Linked DNA regions of Cyprinus carpio: region 1 is linked to region 2. A link is a contact called in public Hi-C data. All regions are on one chromosome and are shown on one strand. Each heading gives the region's core, a stretch centred on a gene start, on an enhancer-like site or on the middle of the called end of the contact. The rest is flanking DNA. Distances are from core to core; before and after follow the strand shown.

Region 1 (4,251 bases), core at 445-2,944, 160 kb after region 2:
ATCAAGCATAACAGAAGCGCAAAACGATATAAAAACCGATCAGTCTACTTTATAGTGGGAATTATCTTTAAACGTGTGTCTCATAAAACTAAAAGACTGGCTAATTATTGCCCAAACGGCGATAGAGAGTGCATAACGTTCAATTATTGTCAGACAAAGCACTTACAGCACGGGATTTTTTGTTGAAATGAGGCTAGGATTTACACTTGTCCTTCTCCCAACTGACGTGAATGTTCATTTAAATTCACTCGCAAATATAAATACCATTATTGCTTGTTTGACGTCGTTTCAAAGTCACGCAGGATGATAAAAAACAATTTTCCGAAATGATCCTGAATTGTATTTACATATCTTTCTAAATGAGAATTGATTCAAGGTCTGTCTCTTCTGATCAAATATCTGCTAAAAGCAGCAAAATGCTTTTTATTATTCATTATCTGTTTTATTTTCTCAAAACAAGTAAATTCTTGTATATCGGATCAATCGAGTAAGCAGTAGGCATAATTCACAGTTAAAAAATACACATTTATGATAACAAAATTATGTTTAATTTTTCATTAAAAATAGATTTTTAGTTGGGCTTAAAGTAAAAAATATATATGTGCTGTAATTCTAAACAGACTGTATAAAAAGAAAACATAAAAAAACATAACATTCCTAGAGAAAAGTCAGCATAAATAGTTTGACAATCTATTAGTATAATTATTATTTTTCAAAAAATTACCAGTGGATCTTATATATATATATATATATATATATATATATATATATATATATATATATATATATATATATATATATATATATATATATATATATATTAGAAAACGGTTCCCCATCAAATCAAAGTCACTAGAGTAAAGGGAGCCATTTTGTTGTCATGTGACGAAAAAAAAAAAAAAAACAGGGACGACACCTTCAGACCCTCGTGACTTTAAGCAAATATTTTGACCTTTTTGTGAAACTGCACGTTTTGTCCAGATCGAACTAAACAAGTGGCATAAGAAAAAATAATTTTTAAAGGTTTACAACACTAAACGTTTTAAAGAGTTTTTCTTTACTTTACTTTACTTTTCTTTTCTTTTATTCATTTCTTTTCTTTTTGTTTTAAAACAAATAGTCATGTTTTCAAAAAGGTGTTCACTGTCAATATAAAGACTGTTTTTCTAAAAAGCTTGCACTTGTCAACTACGTTATGAAAAATAGGCTACTAAAACGGCATCAGTGGAAATCAAGAACAGTAGCTAACAAATACTGTGCAAAATTAATACAACTATATTTATCAATGCAGTGTTTGTCGATGACTACTTCTCTTTTAACATAAAAAGAGAAAAAAGAAATGAACAGAAAAGTAATTGTACAAAATCAGTAAATGTCCTAAACCTGCTGATCTGAGAGTGTCCAACAAAAACAGAAACGGGGAACCAACCGAAGGCAGGACAGCTGATGTGAAGTCGTGATTTCCGTGAGGAGGGGGGCTCGAGAGGGGCGCTGAGAGACCGCGAATGGGGACTTGATGTCAAGGACTTTTTTCCTCCTTACCGAGAAAGTGAATAACACCCGCTGCCGTCGAGCGACTGCTGAAAAACTTTCTGCGCGCCTCGAGTCTGATGCGCGCGCCCTCCAGCCTTCTGAAAGCGGGTGTAAAAAGAAGAGTGAATGAATCGGTCGCCCTGTACGCGTTCCACCGCAGGAGCAAAGTGCTTTTTTCGTTTGGTAAGTGTGGTCCGTCATCCATACAGCTCGCCTTGAAACGGACATCAACAACTTAAAATCAGCACAAGTCGGTCTGATTCAGCTTTAGCCTACTTTATAATCGGTGAGGTCTGTTTATTCAATACGACGATATAATCCTGTTGGTGAGGGAGATCATTTATGAGTAGCAATGTGTAGTTTGTTTCTTGACACAGGAAATCTTTGCTGATCCTCTCTCATTTAAGGTTTGGGTTTTATGGCCTGCTGATTAGTGAAGCCCATGTGTCCTCAAATTATGTCTCATAAGTCATAATTAATATTGCTACAAATCTACACATTGCATTATGAATTATGGAAGGCTGCTTTTTACTCATTTACGTTTTTAATTTTATATGTATTCAGATTTTACTCTTTAACTTTCACCACTGATGTCAGTTAATATGAGACAACAAAAGTCAAAAATATTTCCCTATCTGTAGAATTTTTTTTTTTTAATTTTTTTTTTAAGTCAGTTAATTCATGTAAAAGATACTTAATTTCATTATGTAAATATTTTTTGTGTTTTGGCCTCATACATACAGACTCATTCAAATGATATGGTTTCACAATGTTTTTAATAAATTAAAATAATAATAAAATTATTAAAATAAATTAATTAATAAATAACAATAACAACAACATGATATTAAAAGTGGAAATTAAAATTAAAATTGTTTCCCCAAAAAGTATGTGTTACTATAGTAATTTACTTGTGTTATAACCTACTCAGCTTGTAATTCTTTTTTTACTCTTTTTGTGTAAAGTTTAAAGAAGACAAAGTAATCAAAGACGCCGACCATCGTTTTAAAACACATCTCTCTTTAATGTTTATATATAAACATCTCTGTAAGTCACCGTGTATGGTGCTTGTTCTTTCACAAGTTCAATAATGCAGAACTCAAACAGTCTTGTGATTTATAATGTTGACAATGAAAAAGAAAGCTGAATTTCAGGTATCCTCCGACTCCAGGCAGGTATGGGCAAGTGATAGATCTTTTTCCTCCAACTTAACTGGTATTAGCAACATCAATGAACGGTAAAATATTCTGCCGACAAAGACTACATTCCCTTTGTATAAACCAAATGTTACTGAAAAGCCTCCTAAAAGCTAATAAATGCTCCTATTCCACAAAGAACTGAGTCTTCTTTGAGATCTGAGATTACCTTTGGCTTAATTTCTGGGGTACAACTTTCTCGAGCCAGCTGAAAGCCGAAATGAATCAAAGATATATGGCCTGCTCCCTTTTGTGAAGTGTTTGGAAAGCTTCAGCCCGTGTGACTCGGACTACAGTGTGCTGATATTCAGACAGCCGTGGACATTCAGTGCACATTGCTTCTCTGAATGGCATTAGAGCTGATAAGAGCTCGGCTCAATGATTGACAGTATTTTACTGGGTTAGCTTGATGCATGGTACCACGGAGAGCAACAATCTTCAACTGAGAACACATTTAAGGTATGGATGGCCCATTAGGGTGGATTCTCACTAATGTAAACACATATTCCAGACCTCAGGAACAGACAGTGCTGCAAATGTGTATCATGCACAAGAGAGTGTTCACTAGACGATATACAGTATATCCACGTTTTTCACTTTTTCGTACTTAACCGTTTGTGTTAACGCACAAATAAATTAATACTATATATTTTTTTATATCTACATACACACATTTATATGAGATATGATACATAATAATATCATAATAAAAGTTTAGAATTTATGATGAATAATATATGGATTTTCTATTTTATAATCATATATTATTTATACATTTATAAAAACAAATAGTAATATCCAAATGTATAAATAATAGGCTATAAATATGATCATATGATTTTATGACATTTATCATTCATATTATTTATAATTTTAAATACATACAGATATAATGTATTTATCATATTTATGTGATTTATAAAACTTAATATAAATATCTAAAATGTATAAATAATATAAATATGATCATAAATGGTATATATATGGCATATATATCATTAAATCACATCTTTATCATAATCATGTACTATATATATATATGTGTGTGTGTGTGTGTGTGTGTGTGTGTGTGTTCTAGTCATATTTATACATTATAAAATAGAAATATGTAAATAAACATAATATGTGCATATGCGTCCACACACACATATATGTGTGTGTGTATATATATGTGTGTGTACAGTTTATCATACAATCATATTTTTCATCATACTCATTATTTATGATAGTGTACGTACCATATATACTTTAGTTCTGGAAACGTGGCACATTTGCATTTATACATGTTTTTCCAGCTAGTTGTTTTGACTGCAATTATTTGTTTATATTTCTAAACTGTATGGTAATGTCGGTTTCAGTTTCAACATTTGATATCCACATCACTAATTCAATTTACATGAAGTAAAACTCAGACTTCAAAAGGACATCAGCCACACCCCTCAGCCAAAAAAAAAAACCCCAACAACTTCCACCTGCACTCAGACTATAACTTCAACGATCTCACCTTCTGTCACCACTCTCA
Region 2 (3,747 bases), core at 1,133-3,632:
AAAACCTGTGATATTGTGGACTGAATTGTAGGTGCATAAATTTCACACCGTCTCGAGTGTTTCTTGTCATTATGTCACCCCCGAGTTTTCTTCTCCGGACACATTTATCATTGTAATAATATCACAAATCACGCTCTCGGTGTTAATGTTTGACTTTTTTTCTTCTATTCCATGGACAGGGACCTTCGGTAACGCTGGCCGAAGGGGTCGTCAGACGTACACTCGCTACCAGACGTTAGAATTGGAGAAAGAGTTCCACTTTAACAGGTATCTGACCCGAAGACGCCGCATCGAGATTGCGCACGCACTGTGCCTGACAGAACGTCAGATAAAGATTTGGTTCCAAAACCGGCGAATGAAATGGAAAAAAGAGAACAAATTGATCAACTGTTCACAAACCAGTGGCGAAGAGGACGAGGAGAAGAGGACAGAATGAAATTTTAAACGATAACCCCCCCCCAAAAAACAAAACAAAACTATTGCATAGAGGGCACCAGACACCACTCTGTAATAATACAAATGAAGATTTTCCATCATGTTAGCAACTGTAGCATTCCTGTTAACTCATAATTGTAATTTCTTTTGTGATTTCTTTCTTTTTGTACATGACGTTTAAAACAAGTGGTTTAGTGTGCTCTTACTCTGACTTTAGATTTGCTCTTATGACTGAAATGTCCATGTTGAACGAAGCTATTTGAAATTTGTGTCATATTCGTGTTTATATTTAAGCTGTGTAAAAATAAAATAAATTCCCATTGTACGGAAAACGTTTTTCTATCTTTCATGTTTTTTGTACGTTAAACTTTCAAAGTGAGTCTGGGTGAAAAGCAGTTAGAGATTCTAGAAAAACATTCTAGCTACAAAATAAAAAAACAACAAAAAAACTCCCACTATCTCTCTATCTCTATATCTCTCTCTCTCTATATATATATATATTTGTTATTAAATAAAACAAACAAATCATTCCGTTTGTCATACTGTGCATATGATGACGGCCGATAATATGAAAAGAAGAATCATGTTGTGGTAAAACAGCTGTATGCTATGCTTTCCCTGTATTATTATTATTATTATTATTATTATTATTATTGTTAAGAAAACTAGTTTAAACATTTTCATCGTAGGTGATGTAATGAGAATTCAGCCTTTACTGTAACTTTTGTCTGTACGGCATCGCAATAAACGTGCACCCTTCTGCGTAACTAGTATGAAATTTCAGTATCTGCCGGATAATATGTACATTTATGATTCATTAATGAATGTGCATATGATGTTTTAGTACAGATGGTGGTCACGCGTTCTGCTGATTTCATTAGACAAGGTACAAAGCCCAAAAAAAGTTTGAGTTAGGGATTTGGTTTCGCTTTTTGTACTAAGAGGCCAAACGTTGCCCACTTGGTTCCAAAATACTTCCTACAAAGTGAGAGGTGAGAAGGTTCAGCAGGTTTTAATAGATAACCAAAAGAGAAAGCTGACCTGTCGGGGCTGGTCACTCACCCTGAGAGACTACACAGCCTGGAGGGCTAAGCGACAATAAACCACATTTTTCAGGTGGAGATTCATAATTGCGTCTTCGAAAAAAATTAACCCCAAAATCAGACACATGATTTAGTTTAAAAAAAAAAAAAAAACAATAATGCAGATGTTTTCTGCAGACAAACAACGTCACATTAAATTATATTTACATATGAAAAGCAGAGTTTACATCTGTGCATGTGTTCACAGAACACATTGGATGGACTTCATGCTTCTTGGCAGGCTAGAATAATGTAAATATGTTACTTATTGTTAAATTCTGCATTTTTCCGAGCAAAATAATATTGCTAAAATGTCAGTGTAAATGTTATCTGAGGTATTTCAATGGTCCTTTTCCGGCTTTAACGTAATCAAAAGTGCATGGAAGTTTAGTACAGATTTACATCGTGCACATACATGAAGCAGCAATTGGCGTTTGTCAACAAACCATATATCATCTTGGAACATAAATCACGATCTCACATTCCTTTTATTCACTCCATAGAATTTGCTGTGTGAGGAACACATCTTTGGAACACGTCTAGTAAAAAGTCACATCGCTTCTTGAGTTTGAAAAAATACATCTGGGGTAAGACTAATGATGGAATATTTCGGAAATATAATTTGTTTTAATTTCCCCTCTTTAAACTGGAATTAATATTGTATTTATATATATATATATGTCATGTACTCAATGTCATCATCAGTGCTACATTTTTATTATCATTATTGTAACTTGACATATGGTACGATTTTAAATTACCAGACAGCCGCAGGGTTTCACACTATTACAACCGTTTTAATTTCAATAACTAAATCTAAATATATTCTTAACATGTTTAAAATAGAATCGTTTTATTTCTTTTTTTGTTTTACCCGGAATAATGTGGCAGTTAACTGTATATTAATATTAGCATATCAAGTATGCTACTCCCTATAGATTCTGGGCAATGTTCATGTACGTTAAGGATCAATAAATACACTAAACAATATTAATATCACGACAAACTAAAAAGAAAATCATTTTTATTCCCATTTAAAAGAGAAATAAGTAGCGTTAAGCGCTGAAAATATCTTTCCAGTGTGCAATAAATTTCATTCCCAGTAGGTGACGCTGTCCGCTTACATGCAGCAAATCCCTGCAAAGGGAGGAACACGTTGACTCGAGTCTAACGACTCCCAGTCTCGTCATCATTTGTAACCATAGAGCATGAATTACCTCTTGAAGTCATCAGTGAGAATTTACGACTGGTCAACAAAAGCACGTGATTCTCAAACGCACCCCCACCCCCATATTTGGCCGCATACATAGCAAAAACGAAGTACAGTGCATTGCTATAATTCATTAATACATCATAAATCGTGAAGCACAGCGTTATAACGACCAAGATCTACAAATCAAGCCCTCTAAAACAACCTAAATGAGCTCTTACTTTGTAAACTCGTTCTCAGGGCGCTACCCAAATGGCCCTGACTATCAGTTACTAAATTATGGAACTAGCAGCAGCGCTATGAACGCCTCGTACAGGGACTCCGGCACCATGCATTCAGGCTCTTACGGCTACAACTACAATGGAATGGACCTAAGCGTCAATCGTTCAACCAGCACTGGCCACTTTGGTGCGGTTGGGGACAACTCCCGGGTCTTCCAGTCGCCAGCCCCGGAGACGCGATTCCGGCAGCCGTCAAGCTGTTCGCTCGCGTCTCCGGAGCCGCTGCCTTGTTCCAACAGCGAAAGCCTTGGACCCAAAGGCTCTTCGCCCCCTTCCGACCAAAGCACCACAACTGCGGGTAATAATCTAACCAACAACACACATTTCACAGAAATCGACGAGGCCAGCGCTTCTTCTGAGACCGAGGAGGCGTCGCACAGAGCGAACAACTCTGCACCCCGGACACAACAGAAGCAAGAGACCACGGCAACCTCCACTACCTCTGCGACGTCCGATGGCCAAGCTCCCCAAATATTCCCCTGGATGAGGAAACTACATATTAGCCATGGTACACACGTATTATGTTTACGTCTCTTTGTTCGCTTGCGAATGCGTATTGTGTGCAGTTCTGATTTTAATTCAAGTGTGGCGCCAGTACTAGCCTTTATTTTAGATTTCTGTGAAAGTGCCATAAATCTATCAAGTGTGGAGCCTCGCAAACTGTAGAAGAGAGAATGGGAGCGGGGTGGAAGAGAGGGCAGGAAGGTTCACAACTTGTTGTTTCTGTGAAAAGTTCAGC

Evidence for each region. A called contact is a pair of places that touch in the nucleus more often than the background predicts.
Region 1: a contact with region 2 is called in a Hi-C map of skeletal muscle, with 5 times the contacts expected there. The contact joins the enhancer-like site here to the promoter of LOC109089351 in region 2. A contact is called at or near these places in 2 of 8 Hi-C or Micro-C datasets (liver and skeletal muscle).

What each region holds. Positions count from the first base shown.
Region 1 is chrA3:29,321,762-29,326,012 of ASM1834038v1, forward strand. The region is part of intron 3 of LOC122138032 (a long non-coding RNA gene); the gene reads right to left. Among protein-coding and RNA genes, the nearest start is that of LOC122138032, 62 kb to the right of the region's middle. Within about 2 kb of position 1,695, at least 1 of the 8 cell types and tissues checked has an H3K27ac peak or open chromatin away from gene starts, as enhancers often do. A contact at or near this core is called in skeletal muscle, where this site is marked.
Region 2 is chrA3:29,158,496-29,162,242 of ASM1834038v1, forward strand. It overlaps LOC109089351 (homeobox protein Hox-B5a), which reads left to right and starts at 2,383. Exons shown (of 2, transcript XM_019111710.2): 1 at 2,383-3,516. The coding sequence starts at 2,937. All of the region lies in intron 1 of LOC109089343 (homeobox protein Hox-B3a-like), which reads left to right. The region is part of intron 3 of LOC122138032 (a long non-coding RNA gene); the gene reads right to left. It overlaps LOC109089353 (homeobox protein Hox-B6a), which reads left to right. Exons shown (of 2, transcript XM_042728519.1): 2 at 180-771. The coding sequence ends at 436.